Regions from separate parts of the Gossypium hirsutum genome. Here all the other regions are linked to region 3. The links are chromatin contacts, called in public Hi-C maps. All regions are on one chromosome and are shown on one strand. Each heading gives the region's core, a stretch centred on a gene start, on an enhancer-like site or on the middle of the called end of the contact. The rest is flanking DNA. Distances are from core to core; before and after follow the strand shown.

Region 1 (2,960 bases), core at 299-2,798, 230 kb after region 3:
AATAGAATAACAATCTATAAACTGATAACGTTTTACATACCCTTCCACAGGATCAAAGACGACCATGAGAGGAGGGCATTCTCCTTTTTCCATCATCTTTTTGCATAAGTTTAATGTCTCTATATCCTCTTTGGGTAGAATCTGGAATGCATCGAATTCATCAAATTAATCCCACATGGTTAAGTTGGAGCATTGAAGTTTCAGTGACAAGAAGCACCCATGGCCTAATGGATAAGGCGCCTGACTTCTAATCAGGCGATTGTGGGTTCGAGTCCCACTGGGTGTGCAGTTAACATAAAATATTTTAGTTTTTTAATAAAAATCGTAAAATCATTAAAAAAGGTCATTACCTGCATTCCTCCCTTCTCAAGAGCTGCACAATTAGCCGACCTTAGTGCCATGCCAGGCCGGTAAGTGAGCCCATCACTGTACTCAGTCCCAGAGGCTTTCAGTGCGGTTGCCAATGAAGCCATTTGTTCCAATCTCCTTTGTGGGTCTTCTGTTGGATTATACGCCAACAACTTCCTTTTCCTCTTGGACACCGCTAAGCTACAAGCTCTCTTTCTCTTTTTAATGTTGCCTAAACAGCCCATAAACAGAAACAATTACTCCGCCTATCTAATAATTTTGTAATTCTATAAATGAAATGAATGGGAAATTCATTTGATAGATTGATTTTACTTACTTTGGTTTTCCATGGACTCGGATGACCTTCGAATCCGAAAGAAATCAACAATTTTGGTCTGAACTAGCGGAAACACTGAATATAGAGGGAAAAAAAAGGACAAATAAATAAAAATTGCATTACTTTATACAACTTTATATCCCAAGGATTTAGCAGTGAATAGCTTAACTTTACTGAAATAATTCATTTCAATCTCATTCTAACATCCTAAGTGGTTAATTTCAGAAGCTAAAATCCACAGGCATCGAGTAATCATCAGGCAAATTAAACACCCAAATCAAGTCATGATTCAATATATTCACAGTTTGAAAACTACCAGTAAAGGGGAAGAAATGATTTTTAAGGGAGAAGAAACCGTACATTGGGGCTGCTTGATGTTGGTGCAGGAGGGACAAAACCAGGATCCTTTAGGCACCGAAACTAGAATGGGTCTAAGGCAAAACAGATGATATCCCTTATCGCACTTGTCGCACAACAAAAGCTTGGATCCAAAATCACCCGACCCACATCTCTCGCAGTAAACATCGTCGCAACCCAAGCCATCCTCATCTTCGGAGTAGCGCCTAGGAGCTCGAGTCCTGCGTCTAAGAACCATCGTCGTCGGTTTAGCCACCGCCATTGACGAGCAAAGACAAAGAACGGAGATATATATAAATAAATAAATAAAAAGGAGAAGAAGCGGAAGAAAAACAAGCTAGAAATATTTCCAGCTTTGATGTTGGGCGGCGGATTATAAGAGAAGAGACAGGTAGGTATTTTCGCGCGCTGGTTTTTGGTTTCGCGGGAAAACGATTCCGCGCCATGTTTTCGGTTTTTGGAAGGTGAAACGTTGGTTTTGCGCTTCTTTCCATGTATAATTTGTATATGAGTTGGGATGTGATAAGGTGTAACGAGATGTACTGTAATCGGCTACATTTTTTATGTTATTTTCCGTTGGATTAGTGGATCTCCCATTTATTTTCAGTTAAAGGAGTCCATGGGCCACCTCAATTGGACCCAAATCATGGAGGGCAACCAGCCTAATGAAATAAATGTTTCGATTTTTATTTTTTATTTTCCTTTTAAAAGAATTATCAAATAAAGGTAATTTATAAATAGGTTTAAATATGCAGTATTTGGGAGGTCTTTGTATTATAATAATTGGATCAAATTAATTCTCCTATTTTAAATGGATTAATTTAATTTTTATATTATTAAAAAATCAAATAAATTCAAATTGTAACATATTTAACTTTTATTGTATAAAAAATATTTTAAAATTTATTTTTTTCAATTGTAATTCAATTTCAAACAAAAGGTTTCATTTATAGAATCATAAAAGTTTTAAAAATATTAATTCTTTTAAATGGTAAATGACATTTTAAAAGAGTTCGATTTCAATTTGGCTTTTTTTTTATTCTTTTCAATAGTACACTTAATAGATCCATTTAATCGTAGAGGGTCTAATTTGATCAAGTTTCTATTGTAAATGGGCCTCTCAAGCAGGGATGGATCTAGGGGGTGCGAGAGGACAGTCGCCCTTTTGGAATTTTCAGATTTTTAAATTTTTATATATAAATTATCATGTATTTTAGATTTAGTGTCCATGTTGTATAACATTTATCCCTTTTAGTCAAATTGTATTTCATATAATTCGCCCCCTTAAGCAATAATGTTATACTTTATATTAACAAAGTATTTTTCAGCTTTTAATTATATAACTTTAGTAATAATAATCAAATATTAATGTATGATGGGCCTTGAAAGATTAAACTTAGAGACTCTATAGCAGGCCCAATTAACCCGGGCCCGTACAAAATAGGTTATTGGGCACAGCCCAGTTTTTGTACAAGCCCAACTAACAGCCCAACACAATTAAATCAAAAAAACCCCAAGCAGAAAACCCTAGCCGCCGCCCTCAAACGGCTCCAGCAGTTTCCAGTCGCCGCAAGACTCGGAGTCAGCCTCCTCCACGCCCACCGCTTCTCCACGAACACATGCAAAAGCGGACTAAGAGTCCACAAAGAAAAATATTGTAAAGTAAAGTGTATTTTCTTAGGCTATAAAGCCTAATCGGTACACTGAGGAAATGGGTGAGGGAGTTTTTACGAAAGAAAATACGGAGAAAAATTAAATATAGATATCAAATTTGTTTTTTAGTATGAAGGTGATTTTTTTTTCCGTTTCACTTTGTAGTGTTCATCGTTCTTTTTATTTGTGTATATATATTTTTATTTTTTATTTTATTTTATTTTATTTTATTTTTACTTAAAATAACAAAGAAAAGAAGAAAGGA
Region 2 (3,009 bases), core at 43-2,542, 140 kb before region 3:
TAAAATAATTTCAAGAAAAAACAGTTGAAAAAACAAACACCCCAATTACCTTCTTTACACCTCTGACTTTCTTAACCCTGTTTTTCCTTTTCTTCATCTATTTCTAGACTTTTCAACCTTGGCATCAAGTCCATTCTATCATCAGAAGAAAAAAACTTCAAAATCAATGCACAGACTGCATATGTGCATTAGCACATGCACTCAACTTGTGCAGCGGAGGGCGTTGGCCATGGAGGTGTCGGTGCTGTAGAAGCGTAGTCGTCTTTGAGTTCCTGAATTTTGACCATTGGCAATCGCTGATACGAAGCTCCTTTCATTTTCTCTTCTTCTTCTTCTTCTTCTTCTTCTTATTCTTATTCTTCTTCTTCTCTTCTTCTTCTATTGCCCAGGGCTCTTAAATGGGTTTAAGGTTAAAAAGGACTGTTAAAATAATAGCTAATTCACCGTTAAATGCCATGTCATTTTTTCATTACGTCTGTAACGGGAAATGGTTAAAAGGATTGTTTTGTTATTTTTTCAAAGTTGAGTGACTGAAATAAAACTAGGTGACTGTTTTGTCAACTACCCCAAAGTTGAGTGACTGTTTGTGTAATTTACCCTATTAAGAAAATCAAGAATAATAGGCTAGATGTTGGGTTAGTGGTGGAAAAGAATAAAGAAAAAAAAGTGGTGGGCCATGGTATTATGAAGGGCTTGTGGTGGAAAGGAAAAAAATAAATAAGTGGTGGGCGAATGCATTAATGAAGTGCATATGGTGGAAAAGAATAATGATGAAATAGTGGTGGGCGAAGGCATTAATGAAGGGCCTGTTGAACGGTCAAATGGGTTGCTAAGAAATGAAATTGGGTTAAATGGGTTATTAAGAAATGAAATTGGGCAAGATCCTTCATGTTTGATTTCAAGGTGCGCCCGAGATAGCCCACCTTTGGGGGAACATTTGGGTCCAAATCGTCAGAAGGCCAATGCCCATTTACAGTAGAATCGGTTTTAGAAAAATTTAGGGATAAGGAATAGACGGTATTGGTGGGCCCCGTTTTAAAAAATAAGAAAACCATCATTCTTTGCACTTCAATCCCACCTTCGAAGGACAATTGGAATCGGTGGTGAATTTAAATTCAAATTTTTTGGATTCCAAACGACACTCAGTAGTAACTTTCAAAGAGAATTTAGAGCCTAATTCGAACCCACAATAGGTGAATAAAAAAGGAAGTGGGCGTAATGGAAGATCTTTAAATAAAATGATTCGTGGATGTGCGGAACGTTTTAAACTTGTTGGAAATTCACAAGTCTCTCTCTCAGAAGCCATGAATTCTATGGCAAAGCTTATCGGTGAGCAAGTTGAAATTCTTTCTGATAAGACTGACGTCAAACACGGGGGTGAATATAATAAAGAGCATAGGCCAGATTTGGTTAGCCTATTAGAAATGAGGGTTAGTGGAGAAAAAGCAGATTCGATAAAAGCAGATTCGATTATCGCAAGGCTTAGTTTTCTGTTTTCTCATCGAGTAGAGGCTATTGGGTTTTTGGGAGGTATCTGGATTGGATGGAAAGAATCAGTTTTTGTGGAGGCACTTAAAAATCATTCCCAATTTGTTTTAGTGAAAGTTTCTGATAACTACTCCAAGCAGCACTTCCTGGTCGCCTTTGTTTATGGTAGCCCTAATACAGAGATATCTTTGGGAGGCTTTACGAAGAACTATTCCAATTGATTGGACTCCATGGATGGCGATAGGTGACTTTAACGCCATTATTTCCTCTAATGAAAAGAGAGGCAGACGGATTTTAGGGAAAAGCTATCCTTTTTTTTGGTGAGTTTATGGATGCAGGCCAATTGCAAGACTTGGAATTTCGAGGTTCATAGTTCACTTGGCAAAGAGGGGGGATTATGTAGTGTTTAAACAGGGCCATCTGCAATAACGTTTGGTACTCTAAGTATCCAAATTCTATGGTCGCTCATTGACCGCTACTCAAATCTGATCATAGGCCTTTAAAATTGTCTCTGATGTCTGATCACTATGCCCTCAAAGGACGTCCATTCAGATTCTTAGAAAGTTGGACTGTGCACCTAGGTTTTTTGGATTTTGTTAAGGAAAATTAGAGAGTCTCTAGTAATATGTCGATGGTGCATTCTGAGTTTACAGAACAGGTTAAAAGGTGGAATAAAGATGTGTATGGTCATATTTTTACTCGTAAGAAGCTTCTGACTAGGAAGCTTAAAAGCATTAAGATCGAGCGGGATAGAAGGGAATCTTCTTATCTTAATCAGGTTGAGATGGAAGTGGGAGAGGAATTGGAAAATGTATTACACCATGAGGAGGTTCTTTGGCGTCAGAAGGCACAATGTGATTGGTTGGTTTTAGGGACCGACATACAAAATTTTTCCACACGTGTACGCTAAGGAGGAAGAAACAAAATAAAATTACCGCCTTAAAAAATGATTTGGGTGATTGGATTATGGATAAGGATCAACTGAAGACTGAAGCGGTCAATTTTTATAATACTTTATATGGTGAGCACCCTAGCCCGATGAGAGGTCTACCTCCTAATTCTTTTCCTCGCCTCAATGACGAGTATTTTAATCTCCTTAATAGACCAGTCTCTGATGAGGAAATCAAAGATGCTTTTTTTGACATGACACCTCTGAAGGCTACAAGAAGTGATGGATTTCATGCCTTATTATATCAGAGTCAGTGGGATTATGTAGGTGCCTCCGTTTGTAGATGGGTTAAGGGTGTCTTTGATGGCAAAAGCATTGATTCGGAATTGAATAACTCATTTATCGTGCTTATCCCTAAAATTTAAAATTCGAAGGGCTTCACTCACTTTCGACCTATTAGTTTATGTCCTGTCCTTTACAAACTGGTTATGAAGGTCATTGCAAATCGGTTTAAGGTGGTTTTTTCGAGAATTATAGCTCTTGAACAGACTGGTTTTGTAGTAGACGGAACATCACGGATAACATCATCACACAAGAGGTTATACACTCTATGATGAGCACGCAGAGAAACA
Region 3 (3,004 bases), core at 8-2,507:
GATGTTTCAAAAACACTACCGTGTGACATCGTCAGATACGACCATAACGTCTACGTTGAGTTCCGGGTGTTACATCATCATACGGGAATAGGAGTGTGGTTCTAAATATTAGTGGACAAAGTTGCTTAATTCACCATCAGGAGGCCTTGTCTTGACTGAAATCTATCCACTATTATCATGTTATCATTGAGTTGGACTGAATGCTGGTAGTGTATTTGTTGAATCAATTTAGTGTTGGCTTAGATTTCAACTGCTTAATTTCGATCTGTTTAATGCTAAGAACATCATTTTAGCACTTATCATTTTGTTGGGTGTGTCGGTCATACATGTTAATCATATTGAATGGACTAATTTAATCTCTTCTTGCTTAAATTCTTTGATTGTTTATAATTTATCTGTTTCGTGTAATGGAGATGTTGAATAATAGGACATGGGAGTATAGGGTGAACATGTTGACTCGAGTTTTTAGTGTTTCTCTCTGTTAATCGTCTTTTCTACTGTTTTGTTTCTATTGGAATATATAAATTTTTTCCAAAAAAATAGATTGGGGTTAAAGTTTACCATAATTTCTTGTACCATGTCATAAAATTCATGTCAATCCTTCAACAATTATTTAAAAAAAACGACATTTACAAATTATTTTTTGTTGTTAATGAAATAGCTTTAGATTAAATTAAACTATAAAACTAAACAACAGTTTAGAAAAAAATAAGTAAAGGTAAAAAATTAATTTTATTTTACTCCAAATTAATTTTATTTTTATTGTGTTTAAATTATTTATAATTCGGTCCATGTCAACTATCATTATATCATATTATTTTATTTATTTTTAAAAGTATTAAACTTTTTAATTTGATTTAATGTTCATTAATCACAATTAAATCATATAATTCCATTAAGAAATTAAAATATGAATTTTTCAAGCATATCAGAGGGACAAAGTCCAACATTTTGACGAGGTACATGAAGTTGTAAACTTTAACCTAAGATATTGTCAAAACAGTGACAGGAAAAAAAGGAATTTGGTGAGTAATGGTAGTAAATAAAAGCACAAGTTTCCTAATGAAACGGTTAAGCTGGTTCGAGCATAAACCAAATCACAAAGACTCCTTGGCAAAAGTGGATTAAGAATCGAGTTAAAGAACTGATGAAGCCTTGATGGGTCATGTGATTATGGTTCAGAATGGGAACCCCCCTCCCCCCCCCCCCCCCAATTAGACCAGTTAAAGAAAATAATCTACTGCTGCAAAGCAAATCGGTCCCACTGAAGTGGCCATTCAAAGGAGCTGGCAAAAATCAAGTACAACACGACGTGCTATGTATTAACGTTGTTGCCAATCGCTTCTTTTCCCTTCTCCAGTACTACCGCAAGTTTTTGCCTTTTGTGCACCTCCCTGTGCCGGTTCATGTTGTCGTTTTCTAAAAAAAAATTTGTACAGCAAGCTACATCAGTCACCTTCGATAATTTAGCTATTTATATTGTGTATTACGCTTTGTTTAACTTGATCTGCTGGTGTTTTTAAAGGTTAAATGGGAAGTGGGTCTCGGTTTTTACAAGTTCAGCTGCGCTAGAAGTGGAAAGAAAAAAGGAACAAGCTTGTCTAAGAGGAGGTTAGTCTCTTCAGTTTTACTCATTACCCATTTTCTAACTTTAGTGTTAAAACTGAAATGAAATGACATTCACACTTTCTGAGAATTATCTCGCATTCACTGATTCACATAAGAATTGCCTCTTCTTTGGCTAGCTCTGCAAATAAAGGAAGGGCATGGAAAATTACCAGCTTTTGGAGTTTCTTTTCTTTTTTTTCTTTTTAAATGTTCAATGCTGTTAGAGTATTGCTGAAGATTCAGACAAAATGGGCTTTTTTCCCTATGTATCAAATTCTAGGATTTTATTTTATTATCTGTCGATTTTTGTGTGATTTATTTATTTATTTATTTTTAATTTTTTTGCTTTCTAGGTAGTGGCAGAAGTGCAGGAATTGCTAAAGGGCTGTCTGGCTTTTGTTATTTCTTATTTTATTGCTTACCATAGCTAGAGCTTCGGTAATGTTTGGTTGGAATAATTGCTTTTTTTATTATTATCTTATTAGTTGTAACTTGGTTTTGAAGTGTACAACTTTCATGTCTGCTGTTGTCATATTAGTAATCACTCTTGTTGTGGTTCATATTTTAAAATTCTCAAGATTCAATAAGGTGTACAGTTTCTTTTCAAACTCTTCAGTTTAAAATGCTTAAGTGTATAATATTAGTTTAAAATGCTTAAATTTGGTTGTTTTGATGGATGCAGATTAAGGCATACCGGGCCATATCTCCTCGCTGCAATGCCGATGTCTCCAGAAGCATCTAATTACGATGAGGTTTCCATGCAGCAGAGCTTGTTATTCTCTGATAGTCTCAAGGTTAGAGATCTTGTGTTTAGTTCTCAGGCTTGCAAGAGTAGGATCTTCCTTAAAGTTGAAATCTTTATGTCCTTGCTTTTCTTTTATATCCTGGTCGAAATTTAGTTGTTCTAGGTTGTATGTTTTAGCATTTTGATGGCCAAATTGATTGCACCAGCATTCAAGCTAAACCACTGCCTAATTTGGGTGTTTTTTTGTTTTAGTATTTCAAGTTATGGATGTTTGCGAGTTGAGTGCGAAAATGCACCGATTTGGCACTTTGCACTGCTAGATAATGTATTTATATCTCATATTTGTGGTTTTGTCATGCATTTTCTTTGTTTCAGGATTTGAAAAATCTGAGAACACAACTCTACTCAGCAGCCGAGTATTTTGAGCTGTCCTACGCCAATGATGATCAAAAGCAAATGTGAGTCACTTTAATTCCTCATAGCTCATTTCTTCAATTGTTGTTGTTCGACTTCATATACTTCCATATTTCTCCTATTGGTGATTGCGAAGAAAGATGGTCGTGTACATGCAGAGTGATAGAAACATTAAAGGATTATGCTGTAAAAGCTATTGTGAACACCGTAGATCATTTGGGTTCTGTGACATACAAG

What was found. A called contact is a pair of places that touch in the nucleus more often than the background predicts.
Region 1: a contact with region 3 is called in a Hi-C map of leaf, with 2.0 times the contacts expected there. The contact joins the promoter of LOC121215518 here to the promoter of LOC107950193 in region 3. A contact is called at or near these places in 2 of 34 Hi-C or Micro-C datasets (both in leaf).
Region 2: a Hi-C map of leaf shows a contact between it and region 3, with 1.7 times the contacts expected there. The contact joins the promoter of LOC121215513 here to the promoter of LOC107950193 in region 3. A contact is called at or near these places in 2 of 34 Hi-C or Micro-C datasets (leaf and petal).

Annotation. Positions count from the first base shown.
Region 1 is chrD03:44,911,889-44,914,848 of Gossypium_hirsutum_v2.1, forward strand. It overlaps LOC121215518 (histone-lysine N-methyltransferase ATXR6), which reads right to left and starts at 1,549. Exons shown (of 6, transcript XM_041090230.1): 1 at 1,046-1,549; 2 at 686-760; 3 at 351-580; 4 at 41-141. The coding sequence starts at 1,304. TRNAR-UCU (transfer RNA arginine (anticodon UCU)) reads left to right here and starts at 214; the gene lies at 214-286.
Region 2 is chrD03:44,539,710-44,542,718 of Gossypium_hirsutum_v2.1, forward strand. LOC121215513 reads left to right here and starts at 1,293. Exons shown (of 3, transcript XM_041090221.1): 1 at 1,293-3,009.
Region 3 is chrD03:44,683,417-44,686,420 of Gossypium_hirsutum_v2.1, forward strand. LOC107950193 (protein ABIL2) reads left to right here and starts at 1,258. Exons shown (of 11, transcript XM_016884991.2): 1 at 1,258-1,433; 2 at 1,526-1,611; 3 at 2,291-2,402; 4 at 2,729-2,811; 5 at 2,926-3,004. The coding sequence starts at 1,407.